Regions from separate parts of the Oryctolagus cuniculus genome. Here region 2 is linked to region 1. Evidence: chromatin contacts called from public Micro-C data. All regions are on one chromosome and are shown on one strand. The core of a region is the stretch at or near the end of the contact, and the rest is flanking DNA. Distances in the headings are between cores, read along the strand shown. Region 1 holds the start of ANKRD31 (ankyrin repeat domain 31). Region 2 holds the start of ANKDD1B (ankyrin repeat and death domain containing 1B).

Region 1 (6,214 bases), core at 603-3,102:
GGCTTTGGGCGAGCAGGGCTTCAAGTCAGGCTAGCTCAGAGCCTCAGCATGAGGTGAGCACAGGGCTGGCTGCGAGAACTCTCTTGTGGGAAGGGCTGAGTGCAGTGGGCCAACCGGAGCTTTCACTCTGCGCTCTCACGAGAGTGTTCAGAGTCTCTCTGGGCCTCTTCAGAGAGCAGTTTATATACAGTTTTGGCAGTCAGCATAGGGCTGATAAGGTCCCCAGGAGGGTGTGTGGGCCAAGGGTGGTTCCTATCAAGTCCATGCAGATCTCCTGCAGTTGGCTCAGCTCTTGCTTATTTCTTGTTAATATTATGGTAAAGCTGTTTAATTTCTGCTCCTTACAGTCAGTCAAACTTCTTTTCTTTATACATGGCCCAGCAAGAGTTCTCTGGCACAACCACACGTAACACCCCGGACAGGACACCCTGGTATTGGCGGGCCTAAACGCAACAGAGGCAGCCCTCCTGCTCACTCCACACCTAGGTATACAGATCCCTTCTCTCGGTTTCACGCTTCTTGATGGGTAGGCACAAATGAGGCCAAAACATCCACCTGCTCCTCCAGTTCATCCTATTCCTCCTTTTCTGTGAGTAGGGATGTCTTGATTTTGCTCAGAGTGTGTTAGGCGAGTGGTGGTGGTGGTGCTGATTTGGCTCCCAAAAGCACTGTTTTCCAAAAATTTTGACATAATCTGGGTTGCAGCTTTTGTGGAACCCTAAGGTCATGTGAAAAGATTTCTCTAGAAAGCACTTTTCTGATTATCCAAACCTACTCAGGGATTGTGAGAATTCAGAAGCAGGTGGACGGTTCAGTTCAAGGAGTTCAACTTGTGGAGGTGTGCCGTCATCAGAAAACAGTCACAAGGGCAGGTGTTGTAGCACAGTGCGTTGAGCTGCTGCCTGTGACACCCACATCCCACATGGGCCCAGTCTGAGCCCAGCTGTTCTCTTTCCAACCAGCTTCCTGCTACTGTGCCTGCGAAGGCAGAAGACTGCCCAACTTCTTGGGTCCCTGCCCCTGCCGTGGGAGACCACGGTGCAGTTCCTAGCCTCCTCCCACCCAGCGACAGCGTATGCCATCAATTGGGGAATGAACCTGCAGACACAAGATCTCTTTCTAACTCTACCTTTCAAATAAATAAATACATCTTTAAAAAATTACAAGCAACATGGAACTAGTTAAATATGTATCATGGCGTGAATTCCAGGGCTTTGTCATGGAGCCCTGACATCATGTGGCTTACACACTTTTATTCTCCATCGAGGTTGGCATTGGCTCTGCCGCTCAGCGAGGTCAAGGAGAGCCGCCCAGTTCTGCCGGCCTCTCCCACGGCTGAGTTCAAGGTAGGGCTGAGGGGATGAGAACATAGGCACTGCACCTGTCTCCTTGGCCAGAAGAAAACTTTCCCTAAACTTCCTCGGAGACGCCTGCTTACCTGTCCTTGGCCAGGACTCCATCAGCCGTAGCGCCAAGAGAAGCAGGGAGACAGATGGTGTACGTTTGCTGACCCCTACTCTGGGAAGCAGCAAGGGACAGAGGGTTGGGAACGGTGGGCCATGGTATCACCCCTCCTGCTGGGAACAAAGCCAGGCGCGGCACAAGTCTGAAACCACAGCAGCAGGTCTTGCGAAATTCGAGAGAAAGCCGCGTCTGCAGGTTCTGCACGGACAGAGACTTTCAGGATGAGGCTGGCCTCCAGACTGACCCACGTACAGGCCCTGTCCTTTACGCAGGGCAGGAGCACTGGAGGCCGGCGTGGCCTCGGGGTAGGCTCCCCCGGCCCCGGGTAAGCATCCCAAGCGGAATCCGGTGTGGGCGAGCGAGGGCGGCCTGCAGCTGCGCTGCCGCCCCTGCGCCGCGAGGAGAAGGCGGCCGGCGGCCGGCGCCTCCGTCTTGCCGGCGCGCTGCTCGCGGGCTGAGGCCGTGCGCTCCGAGGTGGGTGCGGATCCCCGGCCGCGGGCCACTCAGGTGAGGGGAACGGACCCGCGTCCTTCCCAGTCGGACTTCTGGGGTCGGGGGAGGGGTGTTTGTACATCAAGGACATCCTCTGCGAGCCCCTCGATCGGCGGCTTCCGGTAGGGGAGAGGCGGGAAAGGGCGCGCGTCGCCGGGGCGCCCCCTGGAGGGCGCTCCTCGCCAAGGCGCGGGCGGCTCTGTGCTCGGCTGGGCCGCGGCCGCGGGGCCCGGGTGCAGGCGCCGGGCTCCCGGCGTCCCCTCGGGCTGACCGCCCCTTATAACAAACGCACGCGAGTGAGCAAGGGCTTTCCAGAATGTAACTGTGTCCGGAGGAGAGGGGTGTGGGAGACCCCAAGCCTACAGGCAGCCGCCGGCGGCCGCGCGTGCTGGTGGTGCCGCAGAGGCGGACACTCCTGCGGGGCTTCACGCGTGGGCCCCAAGCTGACTCCAGGTCGGTCAGAATTGGAGCGCGTTGCGGGACACCCAGCTGATGTTTTGGCGGGAATTCCGTGAACAGAGACACCGAGACCTTCAACAGGAAGTAGTCTTTTTAAAAACTATTGTTGTTATTATTACTAATCTTTATACCGGCATAAAACTCAGTCGAATTTATATCCAGAAGCCTCAGCGCGGAACAGAGACGGGTATCTCCTTATGTAAGTAAGGCTTTAGCCTGTTTGTGTCCCTTGGAGGGCTCCGTGCGTACACTTGATTGGATGCTCCAGTGTGGCCTGGCAGCCGCAGGAATTGATGCAGTCCTGCGGCTGATGGTGACCCACCCCCCCACCCCCGACACACACTGAGCTGTGGGCTGTCTGGCAAGGGCTAACACCGCGGTGGCAGGTAGTTAAATACAGCTGCCGCAAGCACGGGCCACATCCCGGATCCAGGGTGTGCTTGTCTGACTGCGGAGTCAGAGGTGGTGTGAGCTCACAGGGACCCGCAGGCCGGAGACCGAGTCCGAGTGACCTCAGCTGTGGCCGAGAAGGGCACAGGGCGCCCAGGAGGAGCAGGTGGTGGTGGTGGCACGAGGGTCTTTAGCCTTCGCAAGGGCGAAGCCTGGCTACGCTCCCCACGCCGCCTTCCTGCTTATGCGCACTTGGGGGGGGGGGGCTCTGGGTCACTGCCCCCCAACGTGGGAGATCCGGGGTTCCAGCTCCGAGCTGGCCTTGCTCTGGACAAAGCGCTTCAAGCCGATCTAGGGCGGTGGCTGTGGAGGCTTGGCCGCTCGGGGAGGTTATGGTTGCTGTGAGCCTGGACTCCCGCATTAGCGAGGTGGGCTGCACATCCGCGGCTCTGCGGTCGACTGCCCGCCAGCTGTGAGGCCGGTGCGTGGCCTCCTCAGGGTCACGTCCCTGAGAATAGTTTCTTCAAAAGCCGATCTGCTGCTGGCTGGTTGCCGAGTCGTTCAAACTCCTCCAAGCAGCCCGCGACAGCCTCTGGAAGCCGGAGCCTGGACGCCGCGGGAGGCCCTCCGACCTGGCCGCAGCGCGGCTGCCCCAGTGGCCAGCCACCGTGAGACTTAACCACCGACCGGCAACGTTAGCTCTTAAATAGCCACAGAACTAACCGTTGAGAAATCCACGGAATTTCTTGCAAGTTCGCGCGGGAGCTGGGCGGGGGGTGGGGGGGTGGAGTTCGCGCGGCGTCCCTTCACGCGCCGGTCCACGCAGCACCTTGGGCGGGCTCGCCGTCCCCCGCGGTCAGCCTTGGGCCCTGGTGGAGTCGGCCCTCTGCTGGCCGAGAGTGGATGTTCGCGTCTGGCTGCCAGGCCCTGCAGGGTAGCTGGGCCTGGGCGGTGATTGCCTGTGGGAAACGTGTCCACCCAAGGCGTTGTGAACGTGGACTACTGCTGACAGTGGTGCCCTGCACCCTGCCGTGGTCAGTGACTGCTGGTGAACCTGGGTGTTTGGAATGCATGCAGCTCCTGCCGGGCCTCGGAACGTGCGGTGCACACGGCTTTACGCCCTGCACATTTGAAGGCAGAAGGCCGGGGATCCTGAAACATGGAGGCTTGTGGGTTCCCCCACGTGATCAGAGAACGCTGAGAGGTTTGCTGTCTGTGACTCAGGAGAAGAAAACATGGATGCAGAGGAAACTAGGTACAGGAGAGGCAAGCTGGACTTCGAAGAATACTTAGGCGTCTCTCCCCCTCGTCCCATCCTGTGTCCCTGCTCTGTGAGAGCGGAGACAGCTGGGAGAAATAGGCTGGGACAACCTTGGAAGCAGCCTCGGTGAGAGACACCGGGAAGGAAGCACTGGCTGGAGCCATGTGGTCAGCGGTGCCGCGAGGTCCGTTCCTCATCCTGAGGTGTCGGACATCTTGGGCAAGTAGTCCACCTGACTTGGCTGTTGCAAGGTTTATTCCTTCCACTTCTTGTTTAGGGTGTATTTACAAGCCTCCTCTAGGAAATCTTGCACTTGGTTCTAATTTCTTGCTTATATGCCTCCTCACAGTAACTAACCTGTGTCAGCTCCCAGACACCGTGCTTCCTGTTGGTCTGGTCTTGTAGCCATCCAAGATCAATAATAAAGTACTACCACGGTGATCAAATATTTAATCTGGTTTATCTTACCATCCAGTGCTGTAGTAGGAGAATACTGAGTGAAGATGGTGGCTGGACACCAAATTCCCCTCACTACTTGACAGAGAGGGAGTGGGGAGCGATGAAAGGAGAGAGGGAGAGAGGATTTTCACTACTAGTAATGAAGCAAAGGAAGAATAACTGTATGCATCGGCCCTGAAAAATACAGCCCAAAAGAACCAAACAGAAGATTTTAACTCTAGCGCCCTCAGCCCACCACTGCTCTCTATCTATCAAGCAAGACAGGAGTGGGGTAATCTGACTCAGCATTTAATAGCTCCTAAGCAGGAGAGACATGGGTGCAGGTGGCTGGTAGACAGACTGGAGAAAAGTCAAAGAAATGTGGGGAGAGCCCCTGTCCCAGCAGGTGTCAGGAACAACAGAAAAAACTGTCCCGGCCCATCATGACTGTGGTTCTGGCTGAATCAGGGAAGTGATGTGAAGGCATGGGAGTAATTGCTGCCTGACTCAGGAGGAGGCTTTCTGGATATAAAACAATCTCAAAAAATAGAGCAAAGCTCAGGAACTATAACAACAGGTACACCCAGCCCCAGGAGAATTCTCCCTTCTCCCCCCCACCTGTGTTCCCAGTCTACTGAGGAGAACTTGGAGTTCAGCTCCAAAGTTGTTGTTAGAGGAAGAAAAACAGGAGGGTTAACAAGGATAATCCCTGCGTCTACGTGTGTTGCACAAGTAGCTGGCCCTAGAACAAGGTTCCTCAGTATGGACACGTGACATTTGAGGCCAGATCATTCTTTGGGCAGCTGTGGGTCGCCGTTATTTAGACCATTCTGACCTTTCCCTGCTGAACGCCAGAAGCAGCCCTGGCTGCACAGCTGTGGGTCTCTGACAGAGCATCAGCAGGGCCATCGGAGGGCAGAAGGCCGTTGAGAACCACCACTGTGGAGTGTGGACTGTGCAAGCATGAGCAAAAGGGAATGGTGTGGCAAGCAGAGGAACACACCGTGTTAACACGGTGGGTGAATGAAAGCCACCGTCACCAGGCAGAAGAGGGGGCGACAAACCCGCTCCAGAAGATAGTAACTTAATCATAAACATTCTCTTTCTCTTAAAATAATTTATTAACAATGAAACAAGGGGGCTGGCATGGTGGCATAGTAGGCTAAGCCTGTAGCCGGCATCCCATATGGCTGCTGATTCGTGTTCTGGCTACTCCTCTTCCAATCCAGCTTTCTGCTCTGGCCTGGGAAAGTAGTGGAAGGTGGACCAAGTCCTTGACTCCTGAACCACGTGGGAGACCAAGAAGAAGCTCCTGGCTCCTGGCTCCCAGCTCTGGCTGTTGTGGCTCTTTGGGGAGTAGACCAGCAGATGGAGGACCTCTGTCTCCCCCCGCCAACTTTGCCTCTCAAATAAATAAATTAAACCTTAAAACACGTAATAAAATGAAATCAAAGAGTAGGTGGTAATACAAGAACATGGCCTCTTAACGGGAGATTTTAGTGGTAAGGAAAGGGTTCCAAAATCACATGCTTGATGATGTTTGTTCACAGATAAGACAGCACCTCTTACAGAACCAATAAATTATCAAGAACTGACTGGGAAGTATTAAATATAAAGCTAGTGAAAAAGAGGAAGGTTTGACATAATGTAGAAAGCACCGAGGGAAAAGACGATTAAAGCACTAAGTTTTAGGTTACAAATATGCAGAAC
Region 2 (6,496 bases), core at 1,015-3,514, 250 kb before region 1:
AGAAAAGCACGGGCTGGTTTGGAGCAGGGAAAACCGAGGGACTGTTTGCCGGTCAGTGCTCAGGTCAGAGGGCCTGAGCAACGCAATGGAAGGAAGGCTCTGCAGAGGGCACTCGGGAGCAGAGCCAGGGCCGGCGGACGAGGAGGCGGCACAAGGGCGTCCCCAGCGAGGACAGCAGAGGCCGCCTCTGACCGCCTGTCTCCTTGCACGCCCAGCCTCCGCACACCTGCTGCCACACAGCTCCTTCCTGCTTCACACCTGTGTCACGTGGCTGTCACCAACCTCGCACATACAGACCACGCTAACTCTAAAGTGAAAGCACTGCTGGTGGGGTGACCCGGATTTTATAAACGCTTCTCTCTCCTTTCCACACCAAAGCAGGTTTTAACTTTTTAAAAGAGGAAATGTCACTAATTTACAAAGCTACTTCTAGTAATTTCATAGAATTTCCGCTATGATTACTTCTAAAATGTGGATTTGAAACATAAATATAAAAGGCTAAAAGCCAAAAAGATTCACTCTTGCTTTAAAAAAAAAATGCGCAATCTGTCACCCAGCAACTGATGGCGGCGATGGCCTGGGTCACCCTCCGAACCCTGGTCGCAGGACAGCGCACGGCACCGATGGCACCCGCGCGACTTGCGTGGGTCTCCCGGGTTTCCTCCGGGTCCGGCCCTATCGCCCAGACTCGGCCAGCTTCCGCTCCAGCCCGTGTCCCCTCAAGTCCGTGCGGCCAAGCACCGAAGACCAGTGAAGGGGGCAGGGTCCCGCCAGGGTGGCTGGACCGCCGGACAGGGTACAGAGGACAGGGTGCCCCCCGGGACCGCGCACCTGGTGGCCGGGCCTCTCAGGGCTGACGGGCAGGGCAGGGTCCCCCGGGACCACCTGGGCCGGGCCTCAGGGCTGACGGACAGGGCAGGGTCCCGCCAGGACCGCCCGGGCCCGCGCAGGGGGGTCAGGGTCAGGGTCAGGGCCGGGCCTCAAGGCTGAGGGACAGGGCAGGGTCCCCCCAGGACCACCCGGCCCGCGCAGGGGGGTCAGGGTCAGGGTCAGGGCCGGGCCTCAAGGCTGACGGACAGGGCAGGGTACCCCCAGGACCGCCCGGCCCGCGCAGGGGGGTCAGGGTCAGGGTCAGGGCCGGGCCTCAAGGCTGAGGGACAGGGCAGGGTCCCCCCAGGACCGCCCGGCCCGCGCAGGGGGGTCGGGGTCAGGGTCGGGCCTCTCGGGGCTGACGGACAGGGCAGGGTCCCCCCAGGACCGCCCGGGCCCACGCAGGGGGGTCGGGGTCAGGGTCAGGGTCAGGGCTGGGCCTCTCAGGGCTGACAGACAGGGCAGGGATCCCCCCAGGCCGCGCGCAGGGGGGTCGGGGTCAGGGCCGGGCCTCTCGGGGCTGACAGACGGGGCAGGGTCCCCCCAGGCCCGCCCGGGCCCGCTCAGGGGGGTCGGGGTCAGGGTCAGGGTCAGGGCCGGGCTTCTCAGGGCTGACAGGCAGGGCAGGGTCCCCCCAGGACCGCCCGGGCCGCGCAGCGGGGTCGGGGTCAGGGTCAGGGCCGGGCCTCAGGGCTGACGGACGGGGCAGGGGTCCCCCCAGGACCGCCCGGGCCGCGCAGCGGGGTCGGGGTCAGGGTCAGGGCCGGGCCTCAGGGCTGACGGACGGGGCAGGGGTCCCCCCAGGACCGCCCGGGCCCGCGCAGGGGGGTCGGGGTCAGGGTCAGGGTCAGGGCTGGGCCTCTCAGGGCTGACGGACAGGGCAGGCGTCCCCCCAGGCCGCGCGCAGGGGGGTCGGGGTCAGGGCCGGGCCTCTCGGGGCTGACAGACGGGGCAGGGTCCCCCCAGGCCCGCCCGGGCCCGCTCAGGGGGGTCGGGGTCAGGGTCAGGGCCGGGCTTCTCAGGGCTGATAGGCAGGGCAGGGTCCCCCCAGGACCGCCCCGGCCCGCGCAGGGGGGTCGGGGTCGGGGTCAGGGTCAGGCCTCAGGGCTGACGGACAGGGCAGGGTCCCCCCAGGACCGCCCGGCCCGCGCAGGGGGGTGGGGGTCAGGGTCGGGGTCAGGGTCAGGGCCGGGCCTCAGGGCTGACGGACGGGGCAGGGGTCCCACACGCCCTCCGCTCTGGGAACTTCCGGACACGCTCCTTCCCTGAAATCCCGGATCCTGTCCCCACGGACTCCCGCGCGGCGGCCCTGCCCAGCTCTGCCGCCAGTGCGTTCCACCACACGCTCGCCGCCCACGCACCGACCCACGCCAGCTCCCGCCGCGGCACCGCCGCCCCAGGAGCACTCGCGCCCGCCCTGCTGCGTAGGACGTCACTGCGCTCCGAGTCTGCGCCGGGGCCGGCGTACGCCCCGCCCCCCCTTGGGGCCTCCGCGCACGCGCATAGCCAGCGCCCCGCCCCACACTCAGTCCCCCTGCGCACGCGCACAGCCGCCGCTGGTCTCCCCTCCGTGTAAGTATTTCGGATGCAGCCTGCGCTCGATGTGATCGCGGAAGGCTGAGGTCCGCTGCACGGCGACCGATTACAGGAGCCATGCGAAGTGCGCTGTTAAAGAGATCCTGGAGTTGCAGAGAGGGCGACACAGCTACCGCGGAATTAGGTCTGCAGCTGTCGCTCTGTTCTGCACACTGGTGGTGGCTTAGTGCAAACGCACGGCTGTCCTGAGCGCGCCACAGAGCCCAGGTCTCTCATCGTTACGCTGGCACGCGCTAACCCTCGACATTCACGTTAAGGGTGCAGTTCTGGGTCAGCTCAGCAGGCTCACGTGGCCCAAAGCCGGCTCCCCCAAAGCGTGACCTCTGTCCAGGACCGGCCTCTTCCTGGGGAAGGCTTTGGAGCTCTTGGGGAGGGGGCGCTGCCGCCTTGGCGGTGTCTGAGCAGTTAGTCTGCTGGGAGATTTCTGCTAACAACACTGGAAGCCTGACCGTGGGCCATGAGCTACCTCTGGGCTCTGCAGGACTCGGGCCCAGCCCGGGGTGGGGCAGGCGTTTGGTGTAGCGGGTGAAGTTGCCACACCGACATCCCATATGGGTGCTGGCTCATGCGCTGGCTGCTCCACTTCCAATCCAGCTCCCTGCTATTGGCCTGGGGACGCAGCAGATGGCCAAGTGTTTGGACTTCTGCCACCCATGTCAGACCCGAATGAAGCTCCTGGCTTCGCCTTGGCTCAGCCCTTGCCTTTGCAGCCACTTGGGGGGTGAACCAGTAAGTGAAAGCCCTCTCCCTCTCTCTGTTAAATAAATAAGTCCTTGAAAAAAGAAAAAGCCCTGGACACCAGGGGGTGGGGCTCCCTGGGCGGCAGTATTTTGCATGTTGTCACTCATTTCCAGAGAACTGGGTGTGCACCACGTGACTCCACCAGCAGACACCTGCAGGCTGTGCCCGGGTGGTCCTGGATGTCACCCACATGCATTTCCCCTCTGCTGACTTTAACTGCGCCCTTCTCACTGTCACCATCTCTAGCCGTGAACATTACAGTGTTTCAGGGTCCTGCAAGTCCTTGCTAGGCCTCAGACTAGCCTTGGGGACTTCTGGCTTAGGATGATCATTTATTTTTCTCTGGATAGAGTTGTTTTGAAACATGCACCCAGAAAGAGGGCATCGGGCACAGTGGCTCAGCTGCTGCTCCAACGTCTGCATCCCGTAACAGTGCCCAGTTGAGGTCCCTGTTCTGTGCTTCCAATCCCACTTCCTGCTCATGAGCCCCTGGGAGGAGCAGGTGATGGCTTGGGTCCCTGACACTCCCATGGGAGCCCTGGGCTGAGTTCTGGGCTTCAGCAGGCATTAGGGGAGTAAACAGCAAATGGAAGATCTGTCTCTCCGTACCTCTCCACCTTTCCAATAAAATGGCCACACACACACACACACACACACACACACACAGTCCACCCTGGGTATAGGGATTTGGCCAAGAAGTTATAATGCGAGTTAGGGCACCTTTGTTCCTTACAGGAAATATCTGGGTTCAATACCTGTCTCTGACTCCTGCCTCCAGCTTCCTGCTAATGTGGATCCTGGAGGTGGGGGAGACCTGAGCTGAGTTCCTACTTCCTGGCCTCTGCGAAGCCCAGCTCTGACTCGTGAGCAGTTGGGGCGGGGGGTGGGGGAGCGAATCAGCAGAGGGGACTCTGTCTCCAAAATAAATTTTTAATATTAACAGGACAACAGCAGGCTTCATGTTGTTCTTACGGATACTCTTAAATGGTTTTGCCTGGTGCAGCAATGTGCTCATCCAAGATGACCAAGTTTCCAGGCTCCCTTTACGACGAGGATGCAACAAGATGGGAGGGAGAATTGCTGCTGGCCTTGCAGAACTCCTTGCGAGTGGCCCGGATGTGTCTGATTCCAGGAAGCTCCCTGAGAGTAGCCCAGATGTGTCTGAGAGCTGCCCCTTTGTCCTTTGTCCCCCAGCTGGAACTCAAGGTTGAAGTAGAAAGCCTTAAGTAGACTATTGAAAGCCCAAGGAAACTAGTGCCTTTGGACCTGCCCTTGAACCACTGCACCAACACCAGCCAACGAAGCTCACGTCCCATGAGAAACCTACAAGTGATTTCTCTTTAAAAGACCCAGCTTTGGGCCAGCGCCGCGGCTCAATAGGCTAATCCTCCGCCTGCGGCGCCAGCACACTGGGTTCTAGTCCTGGTCGGGGTGCCGGATTCTGTCCCAGTTGCCCCTCTTCCAGGCCAGCTCTCTGCTGTGGCCCGGGAGTGCAGTGGAGGATGGCCCAAGTCCTTGGGCCCTGCACCCCATGGGAGACCAGGAGAAACACCTGGCTCCTGGCTTCAGATCAGCACGGTGTGCCAGCGGCCATTGGAGGGTGAACCAACGGCAAAGGAAGAGCTTTCTCTATGTCTCTCTCTCTCTCTCACTGTCCACTCTGCCTGTCCAAAAAAAAAAAAAAAAAAAAAAAAAAAAAAAAAAAAAAGACCCAGCTTTGGATCTCCATAACTCACAAATGACGTGAGATTCTGAACCAGACCTACAGAACTGACTTAGTGCCTGAGGGGTCTGTGGGAAGCAGGGACAAAGCAGCCCAGGCTGGCAAACTAGTGGCCTGTTTGGTGCTGACAGGTGAAAACTGTGACACCGTTTTCCCTTAAACCACTGAAGTGTTGGGTGAGGCTGGTAAGGAAAGACGCGAGCAGAAAATCCTTTCTGTGAGCACTCTGCTGGCTGGGGTGGACCCCCCGTCCCTGGGGCCTGCAGAGGAGCGGGAACCCCACCCTCTAGGGAATGTGCTTTCTGGCGTTCTTTTTACGTTTTATTGTGACATAGGCTGTGTGTGTGAGGTACTTCATTGTCTTTTAATCTTTGTATATGAATCCAAGTGTACAAAGTATGTCTGCAGAGCTCAACACCCATGCAGTCACCAACTGACCTGGACAGAAAGGCCTGCCAGGACCCGTGCTCTGTGCCACTGCCCTGCTCCCCCAGGCACCACTGCTGCCTTTGGCGATGACAAAACACTGGGTTTTCAAGAAGAAAGTGGAGGAGGTGCTAGAAGAGGAGGAAGAGGAATATGTGGTGGAAAAAGTTCTTGACTGTCGAGTTGTAAAGGGCAAAGTGGAGTACCTCCTAAAGTGGAAAGGTTTCTCAGATGAAGACAATACGTGGGAACCAGAAGAGAATCTGGATTGCCCTGACCTCATTGCTGAGTTTCTGCAGTCACAGAAAACAGCACATGAGACAGATAAGTCAGAGGGAGGCAAGCGCAAAGCTGATTCTGATTCTGAAGATAAGGGAGAAGAGAGCAAACCAAAGAAGAAGAAAGAAGAGTCAGAAAAGCCACGAGGCTTTGCCCGGGGTTTGGAGCCGGAACGGATCATTGGAGCTACAGACTCAAGTGGAGAACTCATGTTCCTGATGAAATGGAAAAACTCTGATGAGGCCGACCTGGTCCCTGCCAAGGAAGCCAATGTCAAGTGCCCACAGGTTGTCATTTCCTTCTATGAGGAAAGGCTGACGTGGCACTCCTATCCCTCGGAGGATGACGACAAAAAAGATGACAAGAATTAAGTCTCTTGAGTACCAGCCCCGTCACATCCGACTGTGGGTTTCAAGTGAGGAGGGAAGAAGTTCTACTTGTCTTGACACCATAGAGGTGGCTTGAGAAGATGTCCTTTGAAGAGCCAGTATAGTTTCTGTGCCCTGCAGCAGCCCAAGTGCTTTAAGCTGTTCCAAGCTATGTAGTTCACACACTCCAGTGGAGGGGAATGGGGAGAAGTGTTTCAAGGCAGCCCATTCTGTGCTTTGCTGAGAGAAGCAAAGGGCCTTCTATGAAGGACAAAACTTGCAGAATTGGGTGTGTGGGAGAACAAAAAGATACTGTAGGTCTTCAAAGAGCATCTCTACAACCCACAGCCTTCTTCCCAATAGTGTTAACTCTGCGTTTTTACAGCGTAGCATGTGTGTAGTTTTTGGCTATTACTGGTGTATTATTTAGGGGTGGGAGGGATGGGATAGGGAGAAAGGGAAATGGGTTGGATCATTTTGATTAAAATTTGGG

What was found. A called contact is a pair of places that touch in the nucleus more often than the background predicts.
Region 2: a Micro-C map of ear pinna shows a contact between it and region 1, with 4 times the contacts expected there. The contact joins the promoter of ANKDD1B here to the promoter of ANKRD31 in region 1. A contact is called at or near these places in 2 of 6 Hi-C or Micro-C datasets (ear pinna and psoas muscle).

What each region holds. Positions count from the first base shown.
Region 1 is chr14:402,384-408,597 of mOryCun1.1, reverse strand. It overlaps ANKRD31 (ankyrin repeat domain 31), which reads left to right and starts at 1,852. Exons shown (of 25, transcript XM_051838688.2): 1 at 1,852-2,614. The coding sequence starts at 2,613.
Region 2 is chr14:649,916-656,411 of mOryCun1.1, reverse strand. It overlaps ANKDD1B (ankyrin repeat and death domain containing 1B), which reads right to left and starts at 2,264. Exons shown (of 15, transcript XM_008251117.4): 1 at 2,232-2,264. It also overlaps the pseudogene LOC138845118.